Regions from separate parts of the Mus musculus genome. Here region 1 is linked to region 2. The links are chromatin contacts, called in public promoter capture Hi-C maps. All regions are on one chromosome and are shown on one strand. Each heading gives the region's core, a stretch centred on a gene start, on an enhancer-like site or on the middle of the called end of the contact. The rest is flanking DNA. Distances are from core to core; before and after follow the strand shown.

Region 1 (4,657 bases), core at 106-2,605, 190 kb before region 2:
GACCAGGCTGGCCTCGAACTCAGAAATCGGCCTGTCTCTGCCTCCCAAGTGCTGGGATTGTTTTTATTTTCAAGACAGGGTTTCTCTGGGTAGCCCTGTGTAGCTCTGTGTAGCCCTGGCTGTCTTGGAACTCAATTTGTAGACCAGGCTGGCCTCGAACTCAGACATTCGCCTGCCTCTGCTTCCCAAGTGCTGGGATTAAAGGCGTGCACCACCACGGTCCAGTCAAGAGAACAACTTTTGGTAATCTGTGTTCTCCTTTCTCTATGAACCTAGGTCATCAGACTTACCTAGCAAGCATTTATAACTGTTGAGCCATCTTGCTAGCACTCAGTTTAAGTTCTTAAAATTTAGGACATGGAGGTTGGATAGCTGTGAAATTGCAAAAGTTCTGAAAAATCCATTAGAAAAACCACAGGATACAAAACAAAACAAAGAAACACAAACTAAGCCAGGTCACGAAAAAGGCTTCAGAGGTCCCTGGAGACAGATAGCGTTGATGTCCATCACCACAGTAAAACGATGTGCTTTAAAAGGCATAGGGTTAGCAGGGTATGGTGGCTCATGTCTATAATCCCAGTCGTTGGGAAGGCAAATCCAGATTTCTGTCAGTTCCCTAGAGAATTCCGACCAGCATGAAATATAGTGAGAACCTGCACTAACCAAATAAACAAAGTGAAGGTTTCAGGAGAGAAAATGAGCAATCTGGTAGGAGCAGACTCTCCTCCCTTCCACTTGAGTTTAGGTTTTTAATTTAACCAACAGGCATCTATTGCTTTGGAGATTAATTTAGCCCTTCACAGCATTTCAAATTCACTATGGCTTTGCAGCGATGAAGCTGGAATGTTTTAATACATGATAAAAAAAAAAAAACTTCATCCTAAAGCCAAATACAACAAGCATCCTTGCAAACACCATCCCCAAATTGTATTCTAAAATTACCCGTCATATGTGCTGTTGGCGAAATACTTAATTGAAAACGTAGCTCTAAAACCCTGAAAAAAAAATCAATCTTCCTTTCCAAATAGAATCAAAAGAAAATGTGTAACTTAAGGCTTATGGGACATAGTTTAGGGGAGCAAGCAAAAAAATGGAAAGAAGCCACGGAGGCGTCCCAAGCAGAGCGGCATGATGGAACACGCTCAGCGGGGCGGCTGTTTGTCCAAGGCTGGAGTGCAGAGCAGAAAAAGCAGGACTCCTCCGTGGCGGAGGAACGAGCAGGGGGACTAAAACAGGCCACTCCTCGTTCATTTTAGACGTTCCACGTGGAGGAAGAGCGTGGTGTGCAGTGGAGCCAGACCGCATCCTAATGGCTCAGCGGGTAAAACCTAGAGCACGTCAGCTCCGCTCTCAAACTGACAGAGCTGGACCCACCCCTTTTCCCAGCCTCGTCACTTCCTGTCTGCCCAGCACCCACTTGCTTGGGGCCGGAAGGAGTCAACTCTCTTTCCGCGCTCGATCACCCAGGCGTAGCGCACTACGCAGGCTCGGCGGCGCTTCGGGAAGCAGCGGGCGACTAGGGAGGAGCTGGTCTCCACCAGCCATGCGATACTCCCACGGTGGAGGCGGCGACGCGGCGCGGGTAGCGGAAGAGGAGGGGCGGGGGGACTATACAGGAAGTGAACTCGGGGGCCGAATCGGCTCTGGCTGGGTCTTCCGTGTGTCGACTGCGCACGCGCGCGCCGCGGCGCGGGCGCCCCGGGCGCCACGGCTGCCGCTGCGGAAGCTGTCTGCCTGCCTGCCCTGCCCTTTTTACAAGGATGAGGGGGAAAACAAACCCAAAACACTGGTTCCTAAACAACTAAACACTTTTATTTCAAATTTGCCTATCACAACTGTCTATTCCAGGGCCCAATATGTCCATGTCTTAGGCGTGACTTTTTGTTCAATGATTTTTTTTTTTCTGTTCAAAAAAGGAATGCCTTTTTCTCATTGATAGCATACTCTGTCTATAAAATGTATAACTATAATTTTAAGTCTGGTTGTAGTCTGGTGGAATGATTGATCTGTCTCTGCAGCAGTAACACATTTTATATTATGATTTTGGGTTTGGTGAGAAAGTCAGCCAGTAAATATGATTTCTGCCTAGCCTGACAGCCGAATTCGCTTCAGAGTCTCCTCCAACCCTAATGGAAGCCCTCGGACATTCACATGGGCTGTGAAAATGCTCTCCACACACTATAAATAAAATAAATTTAATTTTTAAAATTGAATAAGTGCCGGGAAGTGGAGGTACATGCCTTTAATCCCAGCACTTGGGAGGCAGAGGCAGGCAGATTTCTGAGTTCGAGGCCAACCTAGTTTACAGAGTGAGTTCCAGGGCAGCCAGGGATACACAGAGAAACCCTGTCTCGAAACACCAAAAAAATAAAAATAAATTGAATAAGCAATTGGATAATTGAAAAAAAGATGCTCTAAAATGTTGTATATCGGGATGGAGAGATGGCTCAGCGGTTAAGAGCCCTGGCTGCTCTTCTAGAGGTCCTGAGTTCAAGTCTCAGCAACCACATGGTGGCTCACAACCATCTGATGCTCCCTTCTGGTGTGTCTGAGAACAGCTACACTGTGCTCATAATAAATAAATAAATAAATAAATCTTTTTTTTTAATGTATGTCAGGACTGCAGATATGACTCAGCGGTTAAAAGTATTTACTGCACTTTCAGAGGACCGGAATCTGGCTTTTAACAATTCCAGAGGGCCGGGCGTGGTGGCGCACGCCTCTGATCCCAGCACTCAGGAGGCAGAGGCAGGCAGATTTCTGAGTTCGAGGCCAGCCTGGTCTACAAAGTGAGTTTCAGGACAGCCAGAACTATACAGAGCTATACACAGAAACCTGCCCCGAAAAAAAAAAAAAAAAAAAAAAAGAAAAAAAACCAGTTCCAGAGGAATACAATGCCTCTGGCTTCCTCAGCCACTCACATACTTGCATACCCAGACAATACGCATATACTCATAATTAAAAGTAAAAAAATCTTTAAAAATATATTAAACCAGATGGTGGTGGTGCACACCTTTGATCACAGCACTTGTGAGGAAGAGGCAGGTGAATCTCTGTGAGTTCAAGGCTAACCTGGTCTACAGAGAATTCCAGGGCAGCCAGGACTACATACAGAAACCCTGTCTTGAACCGCCCTCCCCCCTCCAAAAAGTGCTATTATTTTGTGAGTATTTTGTCTTCATTCATGATTGTATTGTGGACCACGTGTGTCTGGTGTCTGCTGAGGGCAAAAAAATGGTGTTGGATCGCCTGGAACGGGAATTAGTAACCAGGGCCCTTTGCAAGAGCAGTCATCACTTTTCAAGCCCCTAATATATATATATTATTTATGTATATACTCTGGAGGCAGAGGCAGGTGATTTTTGTGAGTTTGAGGCCAGACTGTTCTACATAGCAAGTTTGAGGCCACCTAGGACTATGTAGAGAGGCCCTGTCTCGAAAAAGAAACAAAACAACAAAAACAATTAGACAAATGAACAATGCTTTTATTATTTTTAATTATGTGTGTGTGTGTGTGTGTGTGTGTGTGTGTGTGTGTGTGTGTTTGAATGAGAGTGATGGTGCCCAGAGTAGCCAGAGATTGGTTCCCTCTGGAGTTTGAGCTATTGGTGTTTAGGAACCACCTGAAGACTAGTGCAGAAGGGTTTCTGCTCTCAATTGCGAGCCATCTCTCCAGCCCTGGACAAGCTCTTTAAAAATCTTACTAAGATTTAGGGGCTGGGGAGTAAGCTGGCTTAGCAGATAAAGGTGCCCTGCTGACAAGCCCCGTGACTTGAGGTCAATGTTCAAGACTCGCATGGTAGAAGGAGAGAACTGGCTCCTTTCAGTTGTCCTCTACATGTGCCGTGGCACCCATGCATGTTGGCATGCATATGTGGACATGTTCAATCACATGCACAACTGAAGTTTTTGATTGAGATCACATGATGGAATGGAATGAAAACTTTGGAGGCATGGACGTCTCTATAACAGAGTTGCCCCAAACAAAAAGAATATGGTCCACTTTCTAATTGTTTATATCCTTTGGATATTTAGCAAAAGGCTAGAGATTTACTCACATATTTATTTTTGCTCTGGGTTTTTTTTTGTTTGTTTTTGTTTTTGTTTTTTTGAGACAGGGTTTCCCTGTGTAACAGAGCTCTGGCTGTCCTGGACTCAATTTGTAGATCAGGCTGGTCTCGAACTCACAGATTTGCCTCTCCTCCCTCAGTGCAGTGCTGGGATTAAAGACATGTGCCACGTATCTCATTCCATGTGAATGTATGCCTGAAGAGTTTGTATCTATTACATTTTTATTGTACATGTATGGTAGATAATAATTTTGTCATGTTATTGTCTTACCCATCCCAAGTTATGTTTTCTGGGTGGATAGTCAATATCTTGTAAATAATATTCTGTCTTTTTTTTTTAGATTTATTTATTTATTATATGTAAGTACACTGTAGCTGTCTTTAGACACTCCAGAAGAGGGAGTCAGATCTCATTACAGATGGTTGTGAGCCATCATGTGGTTGCTGGGATTTGAACTCTGGACCTTCAGAGGAGCAGTCGGGTGCTCTTACCCACTGAGCCATCTCACCAGCCCCATATTCTGTCTTTTTGTTGTTGTTTTGTTTTGTTTTGTTTTGTTTTGTTTTTCGAGACAGGGTTTCTCTGT
Region 2 (5,000 bases), core at 2,486-4,985:
CACAAAAAGAGACACTCTGTCTCAAAAACAAAACAAAAACAACAAACAAACAAACAATCAAACAACAACACCCCTCAAATCCCCCAAACTTCAGGAGTAAACCTTTTGAATTTTAGCTGATAGGGACTTATTATCTGGTTTACCTTTCTGTAAGTCACGTAACTTCTCAGTTGCTTTTAAAAACATATTTAAAAAATATTCTAATTATGTGTATGTGTGTGCCTGCATATGGGTATGTGTGTATGAGTGCGGGTTCCCGCAGAGGCCAGGAGTGCTGCATCCTGTGGAGCTGGAATCAGGAGGTTGTGAACCACCTAACACGGGTCCTGAAAACAGAACTGTGGTCCTTAGGAAGTAGCTCCTAATCACCAAGCCATTTCTCCAGCCCTTCTTTCTCACTTATAATGTGTAATAATAAAACTGCTTAAGAAGGTTGTAGTATTAGCAAGTAGATGTGTTAACATGCTTTAATAAGTTACAAAATTCTAAGGTCATAATATTCAACTCAAAGGTAATTAAAAAAATACCAAAATTTGGGAAAGCATGCTTATGGATCGACAGGAACTTAGCATAACTGTCTTCTGAGAGCAGCTGACCGAAACAGACAGAGGTCAGGGATTCTTGTGGGTGAGTTGGGTGAAGGTTTAAAGGCCCTGAAGGGGGATAGGAATTCCACAGGAAGACCAACAGAGTTAAGATGCCTGTACCCTCAGGCCTCTCAGAGACTGAGGGCTGCCTTGATCCAGCCTCAGTGGGAGAGAGTGAGCCTAACCCTGCAGAGACTTGATGCTCCAGGGTGGAGAGAAACCCTGGGTGGGGCCCACCCTCTCAGAGGAGAAGGGGAGGGGGAATGGGAGAAGGGGCTCTGGGATGGGGGGACCAGGAGGGGGAGGTAGCGTTTGGGAAGTAAATAAATAAGAAAAAAAGAAAAAACCCCTCAATTTTAATTTACACATTAAGAAAACAAACACACAAACAACACAAAAAAACCAAAACAAACAAATAAACAAAGAAGGTGGGTAAGTTCGTTATTTGTCTAGTTGTGGAATTACAACAGAAGGCAAAAGGATGGCTTCTTACGCTTTTCTTGCCTTTATCTTTGCAGCACGAGCAGAGAATGTCCTGCGGAGCTTTTCTGGGAGCTGACTATCTGATTTTGGACCACCAGAACCTGTTGTATTTGAGGACTTTTCCATTTTCCCTACAAAGAAATAATCTGAACACACATAACATTAAGCTTTTAAGGTTATAATCCTCACGTTCTTATATTTGGACTAGACTCAAATGTCCTATGATTGTTGTGTAAAGTTTTGAATCCCTTTAAGAAGAAAGCAGTGTGCTTTTAGTGTTGTGTCCAGTTTGTACCCTTTCCATACTGAAATACCACATGCTATGTCAGAAAGACTGGACCTCTCCATAACCTCCTAATCCGTCTCCCTTTTGCCCATCTTTCTCCTTCTAGTCACTGTAGCACTGAAGTTAACTTGTCTTTTTGGGACACAGGGTCCCACGTAGCTTAGGCTGGTCTCAAATTCAATCTGTAGCAGACAGTAGCTTGAAGCTAAACCTCCTGCCCCAACACCCCATGTACACTGGGATTACAGATGATCACCACCACACCTGGCTCTTGAAGTTAGCTTTTTGGAGCAATAATTCAGGATTGGTCATTTTCCTCACAAACTCCTTACTGGCAGGGGATATTTTTCTGAGTGGAGAATTTTACACATTTTCTAAAGATTTTTTTTTGGTCCATTTTTTACTGAACACTTGTGAGACTAATCAAATTGCTTAACCTCTCCGTGGTTCCGTCCCCCTTTGGTGTTTTGATCAGTACGTAAGAGATTACTGATTCTACCAAAAAGTTTTTACTCTTTTAAGTATTACATTCCCGTCTGGATGAAGCTCCCCAAATTCTTACTCATATCTTCAAAATACCTTTTAAAAGGAAATTTCAGTAACACGTGTCTTCTTTATGCATAAAATAAAAATTTAATAACGATTGTACTTTTGTAGTAATGAGCATAAGTGATATTTTTAGTTAGCTGCTGTGACTGTAAATGGTTTGAAAATACCTGCTTTCTATTGGCGACACTCGCAAGTACTGCTAATACTAAGGTTTGTTGCCTACACCGTACTTAAATGCTAAAGTTCAGTTAGAGTTTAGTGAAGGTGAAATTGTCATTTCCTTCTTTTCCTAGTTCACATACCCCCGCAACTCCTGGCATTAAGCAAGCGCTTTGGCTGTAACTTATCATCACCATGCTTCCCACTTCTAAGATGTTACCTTACTGATGCAGACAGAGCCTTCCGAGTCTATTCAGTATTTCTCCTCAGGGTCTGGAGATGGAGATGGCTCGGAACACACAATTCTGTTGAGAAGGGGGAAAAAAAAGCCGCTCGTAACATTTGGAAGTTGGTCCGGCAGTAGGCTGAGCTCTAGGGCTTTCTCCTCCCTGAAACTTTCGAACACCGCAAAGTCCCGCTTTAAAAAAAAAAAAAAAAACCAAAAAACTTTGACCACAAATCACTGAACTAAAGCTCCGATACTACATACTACGACAAACCTAACTTCTTACCGAAGCGCTCCAGCTTGTCCCAGACGCGCGGCGCGCCTTTTCCTTCTCTCTCTCTCTCTCTCTCTCTCTCTCTCTCTCTCTCTCTCTCTCTCTCTCTCTCTCTCTCTCTCTCTCTCTCCCTCAGCGAATAAAAACCCCCCTAATTTCCTTAAGGACAGGTGTGTCCCAATCAGTCTCTGGGTAAAAGGACAAGTGACCTTACACTGAAAAAATCTCCGCATCTCCAGGACGCCCGCCCACAGGGCTTCTTCCATTTTCTGTCGAATTAGGACAGAAACGAAATATGAAATACGCCGTCTTTATCGGACCCGCTAGTGTTCCCTGAGGCTAGCGCTGAGATTTCAAGAGGCAGCCTACCTGGAGTTGAATCCTAGCCTTAGATTTTTCACAGCCTTGGACGCTCGGCCGTGACAATTGTGCCCATAGACTTGGGTGGAAAAAATGAAATTATTAAACCAGCGACAACGCCAGTTTTTCTCGCAAATAGCCAAATACTGCCATTTTACGTCTACAAGTATTAAATGGGACCAATATTTGATTGTCAGATTTACACTTTAGTACTTTAAAAAGAAAAACACCGGTACCGGTCATTTTTTCACAAGTAAGCGACATGTTACATTTAGTTTAAACGTAAAACTTAAGGACCGTTCAGCGCAAGGTAAATTCTTTAAGGGAAAAACCTTTTATGAGGTAAATCGATGCCCCAAGGTCGGGTCGATCCGCTGCTTCTCCCTAAGAGACTGGTGCAGTTTACCCTCGTCCGTCGGGCGCCACCGCCTGGCTGCCTCAGCGTGCAGGATTCTCAACCCTCGCAGCCGGAGCCTGGCAGTGGAGGCGAAAGCCAGTCCCCGGCGCGGCAGGGAGCCAGAGAACCGCCTTCTTCTCACCACAGCGTGCGGCCGCCCACACGGACCTGCAGCCTTTTGCCGCCTAGCAACAGCCTGCAAGGAGGCAGGACTGTCTAGGAGGCGGGGTTTGAATTTGTTAGGTTCCCGCGCGCGCCTCTCGGTTGCTAAGCAACGCGACACGCCACCTAGCGGCGCAGGCCGAGCTTTTGGCGGGTTAAGCTGGCGTCACAGCATCATCTCGTGCTCGCTCGTGGTCAAGGGAATCAGGATCTAACCCGGCCACCGTAGTTGCCTTTTTTATAGTGGGAGGGGCCAAGGGAGGGGTGACCCTGCCGGAGCCGCGGCTGCCAGCGACATGTTCAAGGTGAGAATGTGGAGCCGGGTCACAGCTGTCATTGTCCCCTCTCAGCCTCCAGGAGCCCTCCCCACGCTCCCGGGCGTCTTTTTGGGGACCAGACTCGGTTCCTCCTGAGGCCTTTTTCACCTCCGGGCTAAATTCTGGCTTGGCGGCGGTTCATTCAGCACTCGGTACCAGCACCTGTGAGGTTGTGGAGTGAAACCCTAGATTGGTGGGATCGGCCCTTTGAGCTCTCTCGCGAATGAAACACTTTGAAAAGTTAAAACGCCTCTATCGTGCCCACCTCCTCGGCTAATGCCCTTTTGGGGTTGTGGGGAGGATGAAGCCAGGTCTGGGCGCTGCAGGGTTTGTGGCTTTGGTTGCTTGGCAGGATCAAGTTTCAGAACCTGGCCCGTGGGTGGGGGAGGGTCAGCTTCGGAGGATGTCGGGGATGCTGGCTTGGGGCGGGGCGGGGGGGTCTCTCTCTCTCTCCCCCTCATCCCCCCCTCTCTCCCTCCCTTCCCCTCCCTCCCCCTCCCTCCCCCTCCCCCCCTCTCTCTCTCTGTGTGTGTGTGTGTGTGTGTGTGTGTGTGTGTGTGTATGTAGCTGGAGCTTTACTGCCCAGTGAGCATTAGTATGAAGTCGACTCTTCTCCCCTCTTACAGTTTTTTCGAACTGTCCTCCATAAGATGGACATTTACAGTGAAGACTTTCAAAAACCTGTATTTTAGCATAAATTATTCTTTCTTAAACGGCAAATATATTTTGTCATTAAAAAAACCCCACAGGCTGTGCACACCTTTAATCCCAGCACTCAGGAGGCAGAGGCAGTGGATAAATTCATGAAGATGAGTTCGAGGATAGCCTGGTTTACGTAGCGATTTCCAGGACAACCAGTGTTACATAAAGTTTCTGTCTTAAAAAATAGCCACAGGCAGCCAGAAATCTACAAAATCAAGTCTCAAGAAACACAATATTTACAGAATGGTGCTAATGAAATTTCAGACTTGTGCTCCTCATTTCAAAGTTTCTTGCAGCTGCGGTGGGTGTTTGAGGCACAATAGTAAGGGCTGCAAAATGAGACCATGGCTTCTGCCTTCCAGTGCTGTGGTATTGTCAGTTACTAGCTATATGATAATGGACATGTCACTTAACTCCACTTAACTGCCTGTTCCCCCCCCCCCCCATTGTGAAATTAGGGTAATAAAGTCTAACTGTTAAATACTGAGGGGAATTATG

What was found. Promoter capture Hi-C pulls out the DNA fragments that hold promoters and counts their contacts.
Region 1: a promoter capture Hi-C map of pre-B cells shows a contact between it and region 2, with 2.9 times the contacts expected there. The contact joins the enhancer-like site here to the promoter of Apoo in region 2. A contact is called at or near these places in 2 of 39 promoter capture datasets (pre-B cells and stem cell-derived epiblast-like cells), 3 of 484 Hi-C or Micro-C datasets (CD4 T cells, muscle stem cells and uterus) and 1 of 115 datasets of contacts at active chromatin or transcription factors (memory CD8 T cells).

What each region holds. Positions count from the first base shown.
Region 1 is chrX:94,176,531-94,181,187 of GRCm38.p6, forward strand. No RefSeq gene overlaps it. Among named protein-coding and RNA genes, the nearest start is that of Eif2s3x, 34 kb to the right of the region's middle. Within about 2 kb of position 1,356, at least 431 of the 459 cell types and tissues checked have an H3K27ac peak or open chromatin away from gene starts, as enhancers often do. A contact at or near this core is called in memory CD8 T cells, muscle stem cells, pre-B cells and 2 more, where this site is marked.
Region 2 is chrX:94,363,375-94,368,374 of GRCm38.p6, forward strand. Apoo (apolipoprotein O) reads left to right here and starts at 3,736. Exons shown (of 9, transcript NM_026673.4): 1 at 3,736-3,788. The coding sequence starts at 3,780. It overlaps Fam90a1b (family with sequence similarity 90, member A1B), which reads right to left and starts at 3,403. Exons shown (of 10, transcript NM_001362881.1): 1 at 3,257-3,403; 2 at 2,285-2,369; 3 at 1,081-1,216. The coding sequence starts at 1,196.